Regions from separate parts of the Mus musculus genome. Here region 1 is linked to region 2. Evidence: chromatin contacts called from public HiChIP or PLAC-seq data. All regions are on one chromosome and are shown on one strand. Each heading gives the region's core, a stretch centred on a gene start, on an enhancer-like site or on the middle of the called end of the contact. The rest is flanking DNA. Distances are from core to core; before and after follow the strand shown.

Region 1 (4,765 bases), core at 46-2,545, 69 kb before region 2:
TGCAGGTGGCTGGACTGCCAGGATTCTGGACATAGCTACAAGATGTGAGCCTTCTTATCTCCAGGGTGTTTATCTTCACCTGTATACTCTGTTAGGTGACTTAATAAACTGGTATTACTCTCATTTCACCTTCTGGAATACAGTAGGGCCAGACTCCATCACTGTCTATTCCTTAGGGAAAGCTAGCCTCACTGTGCTACGCTAGTAACAATCACATAGTAATATTCAAACGTTCATTAATGCAGTTTTCAAGCAGATGCAGGTGGGGATTTATCTATGATGAACAAAATTTGATTTCAGTGTGCAATTAGGTGGGCTGTGGGTTTATTTGCATAGGAATAGTAGTGTTTTCAAGGATTGCTTTTATGGTAGAGTCACCTCCTGTCAGACAGAAGAATGCAGAAGTGTCACGTGCCCCCTGTTGTCAAAATGCAGTTGGCATTTTCAAAAACTGAGAGAGTGTCTGGTCCCTGGCTGGTGTTTCAGAAAAGGTTGAGTTTTCAGGCTTTATTCTGTGTCTTGCTCTCTCTCTCTGTGTGTGTGTGTGTGTGTGTATGTGATTGCTTTGTGTATGTGTGAGAGTGTGCCATTGTGTGCACGTTACTGATCTGCATGTGAAATTGTGCCTAATAAGTGTGTTTCCTTTCCTCAGAGCGCTGCTCTTGGGCCTGGCCTGCAATCATAGCCTGAAGGGAGTCTCTCTGGATCTCAGCAACTGTGAGGTAAGGCCGCCCTGACGGCACTGGAAGAGATAACAGCCTCCAAATTGTTTCTGCATTCTTCCTGGGCAAGTGTAATATTGTGATTCCATAGGGAGAAGTGAAGCAGAAAAAAGTTATTATGCAAGTTTCACATGTTCTGTGTTTTGCAATTTTATCTACAAGTCGCCACAGAACACCTTTCCAATAACATTCGCGTGTGCTTTTAATGACATTCCCCTCATTCTTAGCGCCTGTTGCCTGAGTGTTTTATGATGTGTCCCCTGGATACAAAGCCATCAGCTAGCTTCGAATCATGAAAAGCAGTGCACCATATTGGTTTCAGGGGACCAATGCTTAGAGCTGAGCTTGGATTTGTAGGGTGTAAAACAGAATGGCTATCTTCTTAGTAACTCTTTAATATCTTGGTTTAAGTCAGGAACATCAAAATATCCCTTGAAATTATGAAGCAGCCCTGAACAATTCCAGTAGAGGAGCCCTCAGAGAAGAATCAAGGCTAAATACCTATGTGTTAGAGGAGACCTAGACTTTGCTCATTTTGAAACTATCAATTCAAGTGGACATTAGGAAGAGAAGCCCCAGCTACAGACACTTGCCTGCTCTGAGCCTCACTTTGCCCAGCGTGCCCTCTTCATGTCTTCTTCCCAGCAGAATTCAGTCTCTGTTCCTGTTTGTGCCTTTAGGAATGCAGTGCTGTGGTCTCTGCTAAACCTCTTCTTTCTCAAGGCTTTTGTCCTGGAGGGTTGAAACCAAGGCCAGACTTCCTTATAAATCTGTCAGACTGTGTCATCCTAGGCAGACTGGCTGATGTGTTAGTCACTTTGCTCATTGCTGTGACAAATATCTGACAAAAGGAACTTCGAGAAGGAAGGTTTGGTTTCAGGTCCCTGTTTAAGGCTGTCATCATCTCAGGATGCAGAGGACCAGGCAGCTGTCCCATTGCAGCCATAGTCAGGAAGCAGAGAGCAGTGAGTACTGCTGCTGTTTGTTTTCTGCTTGTAATTAAATTCAGGACCCACAATTTACAGCACGCTGCTGCCTGCATCATGTGCGACTTTTTCCCTTAGTTAAACTGAACTGGGAATGCCTCAGCACACATGCCCCAAGGGAGCCTTCTAGGTGATCCCAGACCCAGCTTGGCTTGATAGATGGCTCATCTGAGCCATCACCAATGATGTCACTGAATCTCAGTGTGTGTGTGTGTGTGTGTGTGTGTGTGTGTGTGTGTGTGATGGAAGAAGGATTAGTATTCCCCTAGGAAGCTGTCACCATATCTGAAGGACTGTGTGTGTGTGTGTGTGTGTGTGTGTGTGCGTGCGTGCGTGTGATGGAAGAAGGATTAGTATTCCCCCCCTAGGAAGCTGTCACCATATCTGAAGGAGTGTGTGTGTGTGTGTGTGTGTGTGTGTGTGTGTGTGTGTGTGTGATGGAAGAAGGATTAGTATTCCCCTAGGAAGCTGTCACCATATCTGAAGGAGTGTGTGTGTGTGTGTGTGTGTGTGTGTGTGCGTGCGTGCGTGTGATGGAAGAAGGATTAGTATTCCCCTAGGAAGCTGTCACCATATCTGAAGGAGTTCTTTTTGGAAACGTACCCCAAGTCATCCCCTCTGGCTGTGTCTCTGCCTGCCACACTCCTTCCTTGATATGCAGCACTCACACAATTATACATTTGGCTCTTGTTTGCTTTCCTAGCCAGGTTGTGGCTTTTAAGAGGGCAGTATTTATGTAATATGTGGCCCCCCCTTATTGCTTCACAAAATGCCAGGCAGACATATGTGAAGTTGACAAACTTGGAATTGTTCCATACAAAGTTTTAGTGATGGATTTTGTCCTTAGTTTTGGTGTGAAGGTCACTATTAAGATCTTATTGTTTCAGAAAAGCAAAACTCCACAAAAGCTAAAAACCAAGACCCTAGAATACTAGTTTTGAGTAATGGAGCTGTGAATGTGATCTTTGGCCCTCAGCTTATAAAGATAGATGTGAGGTAGAAACCAACTCCAGCAGCAGAAACCGTTTCTCTTATTCACATTTTGCTGACGTCAAGAAGCTGCTAAGGGTCACCCCCTAAGGAACAGGAAGTTGGTGAGACTGCTATGACCAAACACAGGCCAACTATATTAGCTCTGACTCAACGGTGGCTTTTCCAGCCTGATAAGGCATTCTTTCTCCTTGATCAAGCTGTGACAGGCATGAGTGATCTGCTGACCCCATATACGTATCTAAAATATTTGAAGCAATCCAGCTCTCTGATGGAGCTCTCTTAATACCAACATTGGCAATCATTAGAACATTCATTATGATTAGTTATTTTTGTCTCAGCTATTTTGAGGCAAGACCTTGATCAAAGACTCCCAGGTAGACCTGGTTTAAAACTTGTTCTTAATGTCTTCTTGTGTTTTTAAAATATTTATAAGGTAATATTAGGTCAACCATATAAAATAATTTTGTAAGTTAAAAATGTCAGATAGGCCAGGCATGGTGGTGTACCCCTGAAATCCAAGCATTAGGAGAATTGAGGATACATTTGAGGGCAGGGGGATCACAGAGTTTCTCAAAGGTAGACCTTTAAGCTTCTAGTTTTCTTTTTATGATAATGGGAATCCAGATCAAATGATTAATTTTGACAGTGGGAATGACCTTTGTTATGATAATTTTACCTTAATTTGGGTCTTTCATTTATGGTTATCAGAAAATTTACAATGCCAATAAACAAGCCTTATAGTATCATACATAGCCCTATGTTCTTCCATGGTTTTATAGCTAGAGTTACAGGACCAGTGACCACGCTTCTAGCTATGTGTTAAAATGCTGCTCATTAAAATTGGTGAAGCACAAAATTCTTTTCTAAGTAGTTACAGTGTTTTGTTCACACTTACTTCCTAAGGCTAGATGTCCACATGTAACTGGATTTCAGTTTCTTCCTCTTCATGGTATAGTCAACTTCCCCAAAGGGTTTTGGGAGTTACAGGATAATCTGTGTTGGGACACTCGCTGTTTTCAAGGTTTAACTATCAGGTTCCTGTTTTGGGTACTAGTTTATGCATTGCTCTCAGAAAGAAACTTTCCTTAATGTAGACACACTGTTTAGACATTAATTTCTTCATGTCTGTATCTTAAGCAGAGCTTTCTTCAATCTTAGAGTGCTAGTCAGAAGCATGGAAGAATTTCACACAACTATGATCAGATAAATACAATTTTAAAAAGTTTTGAAAGACGTTAAATTTTGTGAGACAGGGTCTCTTGTAGACTAGCCTATATACTCGGATTTGCTTCATAGCCAAGGATAACATAGAACTTCTAATCCCAAGGAAAGCATGTGTTCCTGTAAGCATGTGTTGTCACACTTACGTCCCTATTAGATATATGCTTGAATGTTAGATTTGACTTTTCACTTAGGACTGAGGCGTGTACAGTGCTCCGCCACCTGAGCAAGAGGACAGTCTTGTGAGGAAATGCAGTTAAATCCTTCAGTGATGCTGGAGCACTGAGCTGCTCTCTGATTCTCCTTTTTGTTTCTTTTTGGGTTTTGAGATAAGATCTTATACACTCTGGATAGCCAGGAATTCTTTATGTAGACCAAGTAGACTGGCCTCAAGTTTGTAGCAGTCCCTTTTCCCCAAATGTTGGAATTACAAGTTATACAACCTCATGGGCTCTATTTTGCTTATTTTTGTACGGTCTGTTGAATATTGTTTGAGTTAAGGTCTTGCTTTCTTGACCACCCTGGACTGGAAGCACAAGCTCCACACCTTCCTGCAGAAAGTTCCTGAGTGCTGGGATTATAAATGTACCACCACCCACTCCCATACCCAGCTCATCTTGCCTTCTTTTCAATAACGCTTGAGTATGGGATGCAAATGAGCATGATTTAAAAAACCAGTTTTATATTCACATATGCACACATGGCTCTAATTATGCAAATTCATTTAAAAGGATTTTCATTTACAGTAGTAGGAAAGCTTTTACTGTTTTGGAAACGCTTCGGCTTTAAGGGAATTCTGGGCACCTAATAACCTATAAATGTAATTGATATTCTTGGGAACTA
Region 2 (4,805 bases), core at 2,273-4,772:
CTTTTATTATTCTATATTTTGTTGTTTGCTTTGTTTTTATTATTGTTTGCCTTGCTATTTTATTTTTTGAGACAGTTTTACACTGTATCCCATGCTAGTCTGGAATTCACTAAGCAGCCCAGGAAAAATGTACACTCTCAGTCACCCTCTGCCTCAGGTTCCCGCATGCTGGGGTTCCAGGGGTACACTGCCACTTTCAGGAATGTCAGAATTTTAGTACAGGCTACCATAGTTCTTGGCCTACAGTCACTGCTGATAGACACATCAAAATGGCTGTCGTGACACTGTGTGATTACAGATGCCATTGCTAAGCTGTTCAACTTAGAACTGTATTACTGGGAAATGGGTGAGCCATGGATGTGGACCAAGTGTTCTGTCCCATCTGCCCCACCATGACTTCCTCTCCTGACCAGCAATTTTGTTCTCTGCTTGTCTTTGAAAGATATCTGGGTGATATGTAATATGTAACATCTGTTTTCTTCAAAGATGTTAGTCTAGAATTCTGATCATGTTTCTGAGAGCAAGGACCCCATGGCTCACCTTTCATCAACTCTCAAGGGGACCCACAAAAAGTTGTGTTTTTTTAAATTACATTCTGTTATAAAAATAAGCTGTCAGACATTAGGTAGAACATCATAAATTGGTGTAAAGAAAGCTTGAAGTCTGTGTTACTTGTTCATAATTTTAAATGTCAAGTAAATTACAAGGCTTGAACTAAAAAAAAAAAAAAAAAAAAAAACCACCTTTCTTTCTCCACTTCTTGTTCCCTATAAGCAACTTGTTTATTCCGTTAACTGTTTACTTGGCTCCCACTTTCCCTAAGAATACTTCTCATCCCTAGTTTTCAGTTTTCAGTCGTAATTCTGTCAACATCTGACTACAGAGGATGGTAGTGCATCCTCTCTGACCCTGCTGAATTCCCTCTCTCTTCCTCTCCTTCTCCTCTTTCCCTTCCTCCCTCTCCTTCCCTTTCTCCCTCCCCTTCTCTCCCCTCCCTAACTTTCTTCATTTAATTATATGATAATTTTTATTAGCTAATTATTCAGTGGTTGCTTCAGTGTGCTTCATTCTAGCCCTGTATTTACTACCCTTGTTGTGCGTGGTATGCCGTGGTCACATGTCCTCTGGTATAGATGCTGTCTCCTCTGAAATTCATCCTTTTCTGTTTACTTAGTTTCCCCCACAGTGCTCTCCTTTATTCCCTTCCTTAAATCTCCTGTGAGAGCACACATCTCTCAGTCCACTCTCATCTGGGCTTTGTGGACACATCTCACACCTGTGCCCCGCAGGTCCCAGCGCTCTGGCATGGGGGCAGGGGAGGAGGCATTTCCTTCATCCTCTGTAAGTGAATTCCCTTCACCACCTCCCTGAGTCTTGTCCGTTTCTCAGAGTCTCACCCTTGTTTTGGTGGAGTGCCTCCAGTGGTTACTTCCTAAGAAAGCAGTGTTAACAATGTGTTTCTATAACGTTAAGACCCCCCAATTTAGCTGATCATATTCCTGGGTATTGAATTGTGTAAAGCATTTTGCTTTAGAATGCTGAAAACACTGCTCCTTAATTTTCTAACTTCTAGAATTTTCCCCAAAGAACCTAGTGTCATCTTGAGTCCTGATCCTTTGTTTGTGACATGATTTTGTTTTGTTTTGTTTTGTTTTGTTTTGTTTCCTCTTCTCTGGAAACATTTTTGTATTCTTGGACACCAAAGTTTTATGGTGCTGTATTCCAAAGCGGGGGTGCAGTTTTGCTATTGCAGTTTGTTGGCACATATCACGTAAAGTGACTCTCAAAATCATGCCCATTGGTTCTTTGGGTCTTGAATTGTTTCTTTTGTAAATCTCTTCTGTTTCCTCAGTACACTTTCTGTTAAACATCTTTTATCCAATCCATTGTTTCCTGTTAATCTATTCACTCTCTCCTCCTCTCTCCCGGTTTCTTATTCTCATGTTGTGCTGTTTAACCTTAAATGTCCCACTTCTGTCACATTTTGCTTATATTTCTGTTTTGTGGCTTGGCTGTGTCACATACCCTCACTTGCACTGTTTCTCTGGTTCACCCTGCAAGCCATGAGTTTGGGATAGGCTGGGCATTGTTGACCCGGTGGCTTGAAAAGTGGAAATAACACTCAGTGAATCTTGGCTTTCAGCCAGTCCTGCTCATGCCAGTGCAAGCTTCCCACTCACTTCCACTTCCAGAAGTACCCTGCTCTGCTGTCTACAGCCCCAGAGGGCACTTCAGGAAGTCACCTGCTCTGCCCTCTACAGCCCTGAGGCCACTTCCGGAAGTACCATGCTCTGCTCTCTGCAGCCCCTGAGGTTCTAGCTGCTCCTGGACCCCTAGTTTTTATTTCAGGCGCTCAGATCCATGAAGCTATTTTGTGCTCACTGGGCTTCCAAGTAGTGTTCTTATTCTCACCAGGGTGGTGTGGGTTTTTTGTTGTTCTTCCTTTGCATTTATCCTTTTTTCCAGTGTTGATGGAGTTTCTGAGGAGCTATGGGGAGACCCTGTCTCCAGCTTTGAGCAGCTGGTCCCTTGTGGCATTCATTCTGGTTGGTTTTTGTTTGGTTGGTTGGTTGGTTTGGGTTTTTTTTTTTTTTTTTTTTTTTGGTTTGGTTTTTCCCCACTTCCCAAGTTTTAATGTATCCCAAAATTTAAGCTTATTCTGTCTAGTTTTGTTTTTAGATACAGCGTCTCCTGTAGCCCAACTAACCTTGAACTTCATATAGTTAAGGCTGATCTTGAACTCCTGACCCTCCTACTCCATCTCATAAATACTAGAGTCACAGGTAGTGCTCTACCAGCTCCCTGGCCTTGAGTCTTTTTGTTGTTGTTATTGTTGCTTCTTTCAGCAATGTATTCCATTTAATCAACGATCCAAATATTTGCCAGGATTAAGCACTAAGTGTTGGATTTCACCAATTACCTAATAATTACTGATGGTCAAGGAAGCCCTTTTCAGTGTGCCTCAAATTAAATAAAGCAGTTGCCAAATTATGTCCCAAGATACCCCAAGACAGTTCACCGTTAAGTGTTTAATTCTTACAAAGCACAAGTCTGTCTTCAATCCTGCCTGACTCCCTTCGATTCACTCATAGTCTGTGCGTTTCGTTTCCTCTTTGGTAGCTGTGCCGGAAGATCCTCAGTTTTTGTGTTTCTAAGCCCAGGCTTAACCTTTTAAATGCTACAGGATATGGCTGTTTGTTGATAAGTTTCTCAGGGAACTTGTCTTTATAGCCAAGCCAACACTGTCTATGACTTGGCTGTGGTTGCAGGAGGTCATCCTCGCGCTCCTCAGATGCCCACGAACTCGGGGAAGGAGATGAGAAGAAAAAACGGGACTCTCGGAGGAGTGGCTTCCTCAACCTGATTAAATCCAGGTCCAGATCTGAGCGGCCACCCACAGTCCTGATGACGGAAGAGCTCTCCTCCCCGAAAGGGGCAATGCGGAGCCCACCAGTGGATACCACCAGGAAGGAGATAAAGGCAGCGGAGCACAATGGTGCTCCAGACCGCACAGAAGAGATTAAGACACCGGAACCCCTGGAGGAGGGTCCAGCAGAGGAAGCTGGCAGGGCTGAGCGCAGTGACAGCAGGGGCAGCCCGCAGGGTGGCCGGCGCTATGTGCAGGTGATGGGCAGCGGCCTGCTGGCCGAGATGAAGGCCAAGCAGGAGCGGAGGGCAGCATGTGCACAGAAGGTGAGGAAGGGGTTTGTACGTTTGCTTCGTTGGGGAAAGAGATATAGAAAAATAGCTTGTTGGTTAGATGGAAATATAAATTCTGGATGCCCAAGAGATGGCTCTGTGGTTATGGGCACTTGTTACTCTTATAGAGGACCCTGGTTCCGTTTTTTAGCATGCACATGGTGGTTCAGAACCATCAGTAACGTCAGTTCCAGGGGACCAGACGCCGTCTTCTTAAGGGCCCCAGATACACAGGCGTTGCATACACATGCATATACATACACATGCAAGGAAAACACTCATAAAATAAATCTTACAAAGAAAGTGTTTAGAAATGTAACACCTAAAGATTTATTCCCAAAGAATTCAGAGTCCAGATTCCGAACTCCTGGCTCGTCTTCCCTGCCCCAGGCCCGGCTTTGTTTAATATGTTAGTTGTTTTGGGACAGGGTCTCACACAGTAGCACAGGCTCGCCTCAAACTCGCTTTGTGGTTCAGGTTGGTGTCAGATTTTCTGTGTAGCACTGGGTGGCCCCAAACCCTTGGTGGTCCCCCCGACTCAGCCCCTGTGCCTTCTTTGAGGTTATTGCCTAGCTCATAGCTATACACTCTTGAGAGCCAAGGGGCTTTAAAGGTATGCCCCACCTTTGGCTTCCCTGTGCTTTTGGTAGAAGCCTGCAAGTACTGGTCCCCAGATAGGACTGGCCCTGGCGAATCTGAGCAGAGATGCTGAAGGTGGCTAGAGATGGCAGAACCAAGAGACAAAAAGACCAGGTGGCAGGCAGAGCCGGTAAAGGCCTATTGCGTCCCCATGTCGTTCATAGCTTAAGCTCTTTCCAGGCTTCAAAGTCCTTTCCCATATTCTCCATTTAAATTTCAAAAGAAAAAAGTCAGGGTCTCCTGTTAGAACGGATTGATTACTGAGTCCACTGTTGCTGCTGTGGAGGAAGCAACACCAGTAGAAGTTGCTAAGTCCCAAGGATGAGCATATAGCTTAGTGGTCAAACGCTGGCCTGGCATGTGTGAGGACCTGAGTTCTCTCTCCAGCACACCAAAGGAAATTTTTGAAAAAGGAAAAGAAAAATGTTGAGTTTCCTCAAAATTCAGCTTAAAGACGGTTCACCTCC

What was found. HiChIP or PLAC-seq counts read pairs in DNA pulled down with a chosen protein or histone mark.
Region 1: a contact with region 2 is called in an H3K27ac HiChIP or PLAC-seq map of microglia, with 5 times the contacts expected there. The contact joins two enhancer-like sites. A contact is called at or near these places in 1 of 39 promoter capture datasets (hippocampal neurons), 16 of 484 Hi-C or Micro-C datasets (the 3T3-L1 cell line, 3T3-L1-derived adipocytes, the C10 cell line and 11 more), 5 of 115 datasets of contacts at active chromatin or transcription factors (bone marrow-derived dendritic cells, bone marrow-derived macrophages, embryonic fibroblasts and 2 more) and 3 of 9 other capture datasets (adipose tissue, liver and pancreatic islet).

The regions. Positions count from the first base shown.
Region 1 is chr13:24,102,266-24,107,030 of GRCm38.p6, reverse strand. Carmil1 (capping protein regulator and myosin 1 linker 1) reads left to right here. Exons shown (of 38, transcript NM_026825.3): 17 at 653-722. Among named protein-coding and RNA genes, the nearest start is that of Gm33573, 75 kb to the left of the region's middle. Within about 2 kb of position 1,295, at least 52 of the 459 cell types and tissues checked have an H3K27ac peak or open chromatin away from gene starts, as enhancers often do. A contact at or near this core is called in bone marrow-derived macrophages and microglia, where this site is marked.
Region 2 is chr13:24,035,073-24,039,877 of GRCm38.p6, reverse strand. Carmil1 (capping protein regulator and myosin 1 linker 1) reads left to right here. Exons shown (of 38, transcript NM_026825.3): 34 at 3,270-3,693. Among named protein-coding and RNA genes, the nearest start is that of Scgn, 46 kb to the right of the region's middle. Within about 2 kb of position 3,522, at least 12 of the 459 cell types and tissues checked have an H3K27ac peak or open chromatin away from gene starts, as enhancers often do. A contact at or near this core is called in bone marrow-derived macrophages and microglia, where this site is marked.